3 separate regions of the Sus scrofa genome follow, and regions 1 and 2 are each linked to region 3. Evidence: chromatin contacts called from public Hi-C data. All regions are on one chromosome and are shown on one strand. Each heading gives the region's core, a stretch centred on a gene start, on an enhancer-like site or on the middle of the called end of the contact. The rest is flanking DNA. Distances are from core to core; before and after follow the strand shown.

Region 1 (3,116 bases), core at 251-2,750, 220 kb before region 3:
AGGTGCATGTGTTTATGCATAAGTTTGTGCATAAGCTGCCAGTTGTCTTGGATACACTCCCAGGCATAAAACTGTTGGGTTACACAAAGGATTATTGACTGCTGCAATACACTGGGCTCAATCTGACTCAAGGTGAGCAACGTCAGTGGCAATCTACCAAGCAATTTTTAACATTTAAAAAATTTGCTGATTCTATCATTCATGAAAAAGACAGTCTTAAAGAAAAAACAAAACCACCACCACTGCCACCACCATCACCAAACAACTGCTGTCACTGAACCAAAACAAAGGACACATTACAAATAATGTCAGGTTACATGTGACCAGGCTCATTCTTGGACGTTCCTCCAAAATGGAGTTAATGAAACTTCTCACTCATCAATCAACCCCTTAATCATCAATGAATCCCAGGTATCTCCGTATAGGTGCAATTAGACTGAAGGGCCCTTCACCTTCCCTTCCTGTTTACACTTTCACTTAGGTGGAAAGCATGAGAAAATTCAGACAGCCATTACTAGACAAACGGGAGCAAAATCCAAGTGTCTCTGAGGGAGAGTGGGACCCTCGTCCTCTCTCTCCTGTGTATCTTCATTTATAAGCGGAATCATGGAAGTCAAAGCACCCCATCACCATGCTCTGCTCCTTGAGAGTGTGGGGGACCTTGGCAATGGCCTAGGACATATTCAAAGTTTTAGGGCTTACAGCAGACAGAAGTGGCAGATAAATATATACAGGAGCAGAGAGGTTGAGAGGAAGCAAACAGTGTGTGGAAGGGTCTCCCCCAGGGTCAGGGACCAACCTGAGAAGAGGCAGGCACCGTGTCCCACTCATCCGGCTCTCTGGGAAAGCGCTTAGCCTCGTGGGCCTAGGGAGTGCCTATCAAAGCACCCACAAGTTTGCGGCCAGGGTGGGAGTACCTAAGGCCCAGAGGCTTGTCTCCTTCTGACCTTTGGGAGGTAAGGGGATGGAGGAGGGGCGGGCGCACAGAGGCACAAGGGAACCAACAACAGGAAACTCAGCGCCCCCACATTCAGCAGTTTAAAAACCACGGCCTCACCGGGTGCTAAAGACGCGGAGGTAGCAGCAACCTCCGACTCAGGGATCCCGGAGCGTCTGGAATCACGAGGGCTCGCGGGGGTGGGGGCGTGGTGCCTGGATGGCCCCGCCCCGCCCGCCGCCCCTGCGCGCAGCCTGGCGCTGCGTGAGAACCCGAGGGCTCTGTGTCTCGCGGACCCATGCGCCAGCGGCTTGGAGACCAAGGGCAGGCTTTGGCTACCAGCACTCTCCCCCCACTACCCGGTTTCCTTTCCCATTTGCCCGCTGAGGCTTTTTCTTCCTTCTTCGTTCTTTTAACGTTAACTCCTCCGTCCCTCTTCTCCCCTCTCGCTCCCCTCTCCCTCCGCATCCTCTTCCCTTTCTGCCCGGGCCGTCACTCCTTTTCCGTCCTCGTCTCCGTCCGTCCTGGCATTTCTTTACCCCGTTATGCATTTGCTTGTTCATCGTGCCTCCACTTCTGCTTTTTTCGCCATCTCCCACCCGAAAAACTTGTTCCAGCTAGGGGTTCCCACCAGGCCACAGTTGCTCCCCTCTACCCTAGGGACGGCGGTGTTTGCGGGTTCCAACTCCGCTCCCCGAAGCACGAGCGCCCCGCCCAGTCCCTGGCGTGATTCTGAAGCCCTGTCCCCGCCAGCCTTTTCTCCCATCTACTCCGCGTGGGCAGGAAGCAGGCCCGGGACCCCTTTCTCCGTCGGGTCTTCCTCCTGGGATGCAGGGGAAGACCCAGGGAGGATTTGGGCACTGCCCCCCCCCCACCAGGCCCAGTCTCCCGCAGAACCGCACTCTCCACGGAGCGGGTCGGGCAGCCAGTGAAGCGAAGGGGCGGGAGGCAACAAGTGTCGATACGTGCGGCCGGAGGGGCGGCGGCGGGGGGGTGCTGTACCTGCTTGAAGCTGGAGTCAAGGGTGGGGTGGCGGGCGCCAGGCTGACCCTGGCTAAGCACTCCAGGCACCCCCTTCCTTACAAGTGGCATTGGGGATGGAGGGGGAGGGAAAGCTGGGAGAGAATGGAGACGTGGCTCTTCCGAAGTCCGAAGTCTCCCTCCCTCAGGTTTCCCCACCCGCACCCCAAGCTGAGTTTGCTAGGGATGGGTAGAGGGGGCAGGGCAGAAGCTGACGACGTGGAGAGATCTCTGGAAGGTGGGGTGAGGAAGAGCAATTCCCATTTGCCTCCCCCACTTGAGCGATGCTTCCCCCCTACCCACCACCCAGGCCTCCTGGGCAAGGGCCCAGCCTGACCAGCTGGAGCGGATTTGGGCGAAGGAGGAAAAAGGGGCTCCCGAGCCCTCCCCAGCTTCCCTCTGCCGCCCTCCTTGATTGGTTGTGCGTCTCTTGAGCCCAACTTCAGTCGCTCTAGACTCCGTCTGAAACCCAGGGGAGCCAGAGTTCGGCGACCCAGGGCGGGAGGAGGTGGCCACGAATCCCGGGGTTTGCATCCCAGGGGTCCCTGGAGGGAGGGGCGCGGACGGGCCAGCCCCCGCAGACTCCGCGAGGCCCAGCTAGCCGCGTCTCGCGGCCTCGGCTCCTCTCCGCCCCCCGCCCTTTCATTCCCTCCCAGCGGCGGCCTCCCTCCTCCTCCCCCAGCCCCCCCCCACCGCCCGCCACCTCCCCCCGGTTTCTCATTCCTGCCACTAGCGCGCTCGGCGGCTCATTCCGCGGCCGCCGCCAGCCGAGGGGAGCGTCGCGAGCAGATGCCGCGGGGGCAGCTCGCAGCCGCCGCCGACTTGTGAATGGGACCCGGACTGGGGCCGGGGCTGACACCACTGCGCTCGCCCTGCGCCAGGGACCGACGGCCCGCAGCTCGCGCCCAACCTCCAGGGCCCCAGGTGAGGCGCGCCGCCAGTGCCTTCTCTCGCCTCGATAGGGCTTCGGGGGCGGTGGGGGGGGGGGTTGTCTCTGGATAAGAATGTCTGGGGGGGGAGGTCTGACTTGAGAAGGTTTCACTAATGCAAAACAGAATCGGAGAGAAGGGCGGAGGTAAGAGATTTGTTTAAAAATCAAAAAGGAAGAAGAGAGCCAGCTGTGGGCGCGGGCGGCGCAGGGGGCAGAGGCGCCAGATGT
Region 2 (3,167 bases), core at 203-2,702, 160 kb before region 3:
CCTGGAAATAGCACATAGTGGGACAGTTTTCTTGTTCTTGCTACAGTCACCAAACCAAGGTGCCATGGACAGATTTGAGTAGATTTACAGTTCACCTTCAGCCCTTCACCAGACAGGGTTTTCGCATGTTGCTGTTTTCCTTGTTGTTGGAGAAGTCATTGTGTGTGAGGAGCTGTTGGGTGGAAGCAAGATGAGGCAAGGAGAAGCGGATTTGGGGGAAAAACTGAAGGGTAATAAAGTCAAAGTTGGAAGCTGTTTAAGCCCTTAATTCAGCCCGAGTTGATCCTAGAAGGTAGGAGCTCTAGAGAGAAAGACATTCAAGAACTCCTTTATGCTGTTGTGTTAGGGAAGCCGTGCCAGCGGCACCTTCCTTGGTTCGGTGCCTCGGTTTTTAAAGACGACAGCTGTTCAGACACTCCATGTTTCTCTCTTCATTCATTCAGCAAATATACATTGAACAGCTGCTCTGGGCTAGGAAAAGTGTTAGACACTTTGGGAGATATGAAGATGAATCAGACCAGAATCCAGGCAGAACACAGCCCCCACACAGAACTCTAGACTGTGGTGCCGCGCGGGAGGGGGGCAGAGAGGAATGTAGTCTTGATAAAGAATTGCAGCTCTGTCAGCCCAATGCTCTGCTTTGCCGGCATGAAGATGACATCTCCTATCACTACTGCCACCACTGTCACTCTTTGCCCTTGAGTCTGTCATTCCTCCAGGATTTGACAGCCCCAGAACAGTGCTTCTTCCTTTAGGAGGGAAGGAACTTGCTTTGGACTCCAGTAAAATGTGAATTCTACCAGCAGCTGGCTCTAAGACTTCATGTCTCCCCTACAGGTTTGTTGTTAGTGTTAGAGCAAATGCGTACAAAGCACATAGTGTTTAGGGTTCTTCTGTTGTTTGGTTTATTTTTTTGTCTTTTTAGGGCCACACCCACAGCATATGGAGGTTCCTAGGCTAAGGGTCAACTTGGAGCTGCAGCTGCCGGCCTGAACCACAGCCATAGCAACTCGTGATTGAAGCTGTGTCTGCGACCTACACCACAGCGCAAGCCAATGCCGGATCCTCGACCCACTGAACGAGGCCAGGGATCAAACCTGCATCCTCATGGATCCTAGTTGGATTCCCTTCCACTGTGCCACAATGGAAGCTTTTATGTAGTGTTTTATAAGACATTATATATATACGACTGCTTTTATTTTTGTTATCAAAGTACCAAATGCACAATGGTTAATCACACCATCCTGTGGTACCTCTAAATCCATGACATGTTTTTCAAACTTTGCACACAACTGTGATAATTTGTTTATGTCTCTCTTTTACACCTGGACTGTTATTATCTAGAAGAAAAGCCTGACCTATGCACCTGTGGACCCCCAGTGTCTAGTAGTGCATCACTTTATTGATTCATGTCACCTCTGGGTTACTAATGATCCTTTACCTTTTTGCAGAAATCACTGTATATTCGACTCAGTGGCCCTGGGACGATCATTCCTGTTGCCATTTGTTGACTGACCAATCAGATGGGTGGAGTTTTGTGTTATAGAAATTGGCAGCAAGTATCCAATGGGTGAAGAAGGTAAGGGGGACCAGTGTTACTGAGTGTTTCAGATGTTACTCTGTTTGTGCAGAAGGGAATGATGGCTTCCGGGTCCAGAGCACAAACCTGTCTTGGTTTGAACCTTCACCAAATCCAGAGCAGAATTTGAGAGGAAAGTAGGCCTCCTGTTTCGGGCTTTGTGGAATGTGATTATTCACTGCTGTTCTTGGGCTCTTTTCATGGAGCACCTATCATGTGTCTTATAAGAATGATGATTGTAGTTGTTGTTGTTGTTTTGACTATAAAAAGTTCAGAGGAGAAAGAAGGAACTGAAGAAGATTGTAATTCCTTAGCAAGAACTCAGCTGGACAGATTGACTAAGACAATTGCCATGTTCTTATCCCCTTTTGCTTCTTCCAAAAATAAATCTCTAAATATGTAAAAGGTAGCTTGCATCCCACAAGGAAAAAGAGATGGCTAGGAGACTGAACATTTTAGATCTCAAAAGACAGAGCACTATGGAGTTCCCATTGTGACTCAGCGGGTTAAGCTAAGGATAAGGATGCAGGTTTGATCCCTGGCCTTTCTCAGTGGGTTAAGAATCCAGTGTTGCCATGAGCTGTGGTGTAGCTCATGGACACAGCTCAGATCCAACATTGCTGTGGCTGTGGTGTAGGCCAGCAGCTGCAGCTCTGATTCAACCTCTAGCATGGGAATGTCCATAAGCCATGGTTACAGGTATTAAAAAAAAAAGGAAGCACTAGATCATAAGCTAGAGGATGACTTCAACTCCAAGACCCAACTCTGCCAATCATTATTTTGTGCCCTTAGGTTAATGAGCTCTTTTCTAGGCCAAAGTGGTTGTTGGCCCTAGAGGATCAAACAGTTCTTAAGTTTTAGGAGTCTATGAATGTATTTACCTCTTTCAGGTGCTCAGTGGTAACTAGAGCTATGTTCACAGGATGTCCAAACATTCAGATAGAAATTTAAGAATTATTTCCGCCAGCAGGACTTTGCATACTTTAGGGTCCTAGGCCCATCCTTCCATGTGTCGGTGGCTTGCCTCCACATGAATGTCCATCAGGTGCTTTAAATGCAGGGCCTAATGCAAGTCATTATTTCCTCCTCTGAACATTTACCTTGTCCTATGTGCCACATTTCAGCAACAGCATCATAATTCACTCAGGTCAGAAACACTCTCTATCTCCACTGCCACTATCCATATGCATACCAAGATTTTGCTGTAGTTTCCACCTAACAGATCTTTTTGCTCCAGGAGTACTTTTCCCCTAATCAACTCCAGCATGATCCACCTTTCATACAACATCCCTAAATCAAGATGCTGTACCGCTTCCCTACTTAATCCCTTTCAGTGTTAGAGATCTGAACTCCCTAACAAGTTTCCAGGACCCTTCATCGATGGGGCCATTGTTCTGCTGTCCAGACTCACTCTCAGCTTCTCTCTCTGTACACCCAGCCCTCCCTATACATGTCTACCTGAGAATCCATCAAAAAGCACAACCATTATTTCCCTAAAGCCTGCAATCACCCTCCCCTCCCAAGCTAACTCTCACACATTTTATACCTTAGCTTGGGCCTCACTATCCCTAAGGAGTTCTGATCCCTC
Region 3 (3,218 bases), core at 376-2,875:
TGGCCGACTTGGTGGCTGATGGCTGGGCAGGTGGAAGGAGAGAACGACTGGTTGCTAACAGGTCCTTCTATCCAGATTATTGTTGGAGTACGCAAAACCAAATAACCTCTTCCAAAATGTTGCTTTAATATCTATTTCTGCCTGATAGTTCTAAGATGTATACTTTCATATCTGTTTTTCTCACTGAAACTTATGAGATGCCCTTGCCTGCATTCTTCTCATTTTATAGCCAAGTAACCAAGGATCAGGGAGACCCGGAGTCTAATGAAAGTTGTCACAATCACTGACAGATCATTCACAGTGTGAGCTCTGGTTTTTACTAAGAAGGCTGCTCTAATCTTGTGCTATGAAATGCAACATCTCCTTCACACATTCTGGGACAGAAGTGTTGTATATGATATTTTATTCTCTTTCTTTTTCTCTTTTCATTCCTTATTACCTTTTCCTTTTCTTTTTTTTGCTCTAATTTTATCCATAAAACCTCTCATCTTCTATTCTTTCCATGTCTATTGAATTTCAGATGAGTCCCTTTTTTCTACGCTACTTCATCATAACTGTTCAAGGGCTACAGGTAAGGCAGAGGGGAGAATTTTGACAGTTTTTGGTTGTTGTTGTTTTCCTATGAGATATGTATAATCTTTCACCAACATGAGGTCGGGTCTGTTAACACGACTTGCTTTGGCTAATGAAATATGAGCAGATTTGACACATGCTACATTGGAGCAGAAGGTTTAAGAACCACCATGGGGTTGTACTCTTGCTTTCCTCCTCCACTACTAGAAAACAATTCCTAGGTAGGGGGTTACCCTGCATCCTGGAGTGAAGCAGACCCTTGGAGCAGAGTGGCAAGAAACCCACAGACAACATGTATCATGTGTGAAAAATCAAATTCTGTTTGTAATTCATTCCGAGTTGAAGGTTCTTTGTTACAGCAGCAAACCCTGGCTCATTTATACACATAGCAAGAGCACTTTTCAGGCTCTTCTGAGCTGTCTCATGCCTCATGTCATATGAGTCTTATTTCCATATTCGTAAGCAAGCCAGGTTTGTTATTATTCCCATTTTAGAGATGCAGTTTAGGCTTAGACAGTATGTGCCAAAGAACAAAAAATCTCCTCCAGGAAGCAGAGAAAAAGAACCTTAGTGAAGTTCCCTTGATACCTTTTGCAGCTTTCTGCCCTTAATCACATCCTGACACATAAATGAGTTCAGTTCAGGCTGTTCCAGGGCTCATTGGAAGCTACATTAAGCCATTCAGGGTACTAAGTGCACTTACTGTGAGGAGGACATGAATCATTAAACATTATCCCAGTGACCTGAAAAGTTCATGCAAAGAGCCTTCCTTATCCCATGCTGAGGTTTATTCACCCAAGAGGCCTCGTCTCAAATACATGTTAGGCCCAGCCTTGACACAGTGCATCCTATGTCGTGGAATGGGTAAGGGCCCTTTTGACTGTCAGCCCAGCCACAAAGGGGACCAACTGTGTCTGGTCTCGGGAGAGCAAGGGCAGGTCAGCAAAGTCCTGTTTCTAGGGAAAATCAGCAGAATCAGAGAAATGACCATAGTGGGTCCTGAGCTGAGTCAGGCGGGAACCAGCCCAAGTCTGGGCAGAGGGACACTTGAGAACAGGGCCCTGGGGATTAGTGAAGAGCTGAGCTTGCGGTGGGATGGGGAGATCGATTACAAATTACACTGAGTGGTATCCAAACCGAGGGGAACAGGGCAAAGAGTATCATTTCCAATCCCATGGGCTTTATGATGACTCCTTACGCTTCAATTTTTTGGTGAGAAAATTGGACTGTGTATTCACATTTTAGATGTTTTATTTAAGCTGTTATTCCGCGTTCTACTTTTTTATAATTTTTTTTTTTTGCATTCTGTTAATGTTACCTCAGAACAACCACTTTTCTTTTTCTCTCTCAAATGAGAAACTATGAATACTTGCCAGAAATATCAAGTTAATGCCCAAGCCAGCTCTATGTTCTGATTTATCTTCCACGTTGACTCCGAGTAACAGAGCCATACATTAAGGAACAAAGCTCGCTGCCGGGGTATTTATAACCTTGTCTTTTAAAACATTTGGCAGACGTTCAGGCCCTCCATATGTTCGCAGTATTAAACTTTACCATAAAAGGAACTTAAGAGTTACATTTGAAGAAAGCTGGTATTGTATGGTCTAAAAGTCTGGCAGTTAAAAAAGAAATAATCGAGTCCAACTTGAAATAACAGACGTTCTGTGATCCTGCTGAAAGTTTAAATGCCACACAACAAAGTTCTGCTCTCCCTAACGCTGCAGATGTCATATTTCAGGAACACTTTCAGTGACTCAGAGCAGACACATTGAGTTTCTGAGTCTGGTTTAATAAGGAGCATTCCTGAGTGGTGAGGACTAGAAAGGAAGGCTATGGGTGGTACTTTACTTCCTCCCAGGAAATAAAGCCTACAGAAGTTGGGAAGCCTCCTATGGGGGCAGAATCTCTCCATTGGGTCAAGCAAATTTGTGAAGATATAGGAAGAAAATACTGGAATCTGTTTTTATATCCATATACAGACAGACCTCATTTATTGCGCTTTGCAGATGCTGTGTCTTTTACAAAGTGGCAAGCTTGCACTGAGCAAGTCTATCAGCATCATTTTTCCAACAATATTTGCTCACTTCATGTCTGTGTCATATTCTGGTGGTTCTCCAAATATTTCAAACTTTTTCATTATTATTGTATTTGTCACAGTGATCTGAGATGTTTGATGTTCCTAATACAAATTGCTGAAGGCTTAGATGATGGTTAGCATATTTTAGACATAATGCTGTTCCACAGTTACGCTACAGTATAGTGTAAATATAAGTTTGGCGTAACCATAATTTTTATATGGACCGGGAAACAAAAAAAATTCGTGAGTGACTTGTTTTATCATAATATTTGCTTTGTTGTGGCAGTCTGGAACTGAACCTGCAGTATCTCTGAGGTACATCTGTATCTAGAAAGAATTTATATCCACTTATCTAAACGTCAGAAAAACATCTTTTTCTGATACTTACACATTGATTGAAGGTGCTGCCATCACTCTCCATCTTTCAGAGGGTTCCTAATCCTGAACAATATTTGATGAATCCTGTAAAAGGGTGAGAATTCCATAATTTACAAGATTGGCAATTATTCTAATGCCATTGTTTTGTGAAATCCTACAGTTTGGGGTGGCTCAGCTAAGGAAATCTATA

The links. A called contact is a pair of places that touch in the nucleus more often than the background predicts.
Region 1: a Hi-C map of embryonic fibroblasts shows a contact between it and region 3, with 2.8 times the contacts expected there. The contact joins the promoter of LOC106507571 here to the enhancer-like site in region 3. A contact is called at or near these places in 7 of 47 Hi-C or Micro-C datasets (embryonic fibroblasts, liver, retroperitoneal adipose tissue and 2 more).
Region 2: a contact with region 3 is called in a Hi-C map of fetal heart ventricle, with 1.8 times the contacts expected there. The contact joins the promoter of CDH11 here to the enhancer-like site in region 3. A contact is called at or near these places in 6 of 47 Hi-C or Micro-C datasets (embryonic fibroblasts, fetal heart ventricle, psoas muscle and 1 more) and 1 of 2 datasets of contacts at active chromatin or transcription factors (skeletal muscle).

The regions. Positions count from the first base shown.
Region 1 is chr6:25,933,226-25,936,341 of Sscrofa11.1, reverse strand. LOC106507571 reads right to left here and starts at 1,500. Exons shown (of 8, transcript XM_021097535.1): 1 at 1,477-1,500; 2 at 1,058-1,292. The coding sequence starts at 1,500. It also overlaps a transcript of CDH11 not described here.
Region 2 is chr6:25,871,280-25,874,446 of Sscrofa11.1, reverse strand. CDH11 (cadherin 11) reads left to right here and starts at 1,452. Exons shown (of 12, transcript NM_001244482.1): 1 at 1,452-1,579.
Region 3 is chr6:25,710,303-25,713,520 of Sscrofa11.1, reverse strand. No RefSeq gene overlaps it. Among named protein-coding and RNA genes, the nearest start is that of CDH11, 160 kb to the left of the region's middle. Within about 2 kb of position 1,625, at least 12 of the 83 cell types and tissues checked have an H3K27ac peak or open chromatin away from gene starts, as enhancers often do. A contact at or near this core is called in embryonic fibroblasts, retroperitoneal adipose tissue and skeletal muscle, where this site is marked.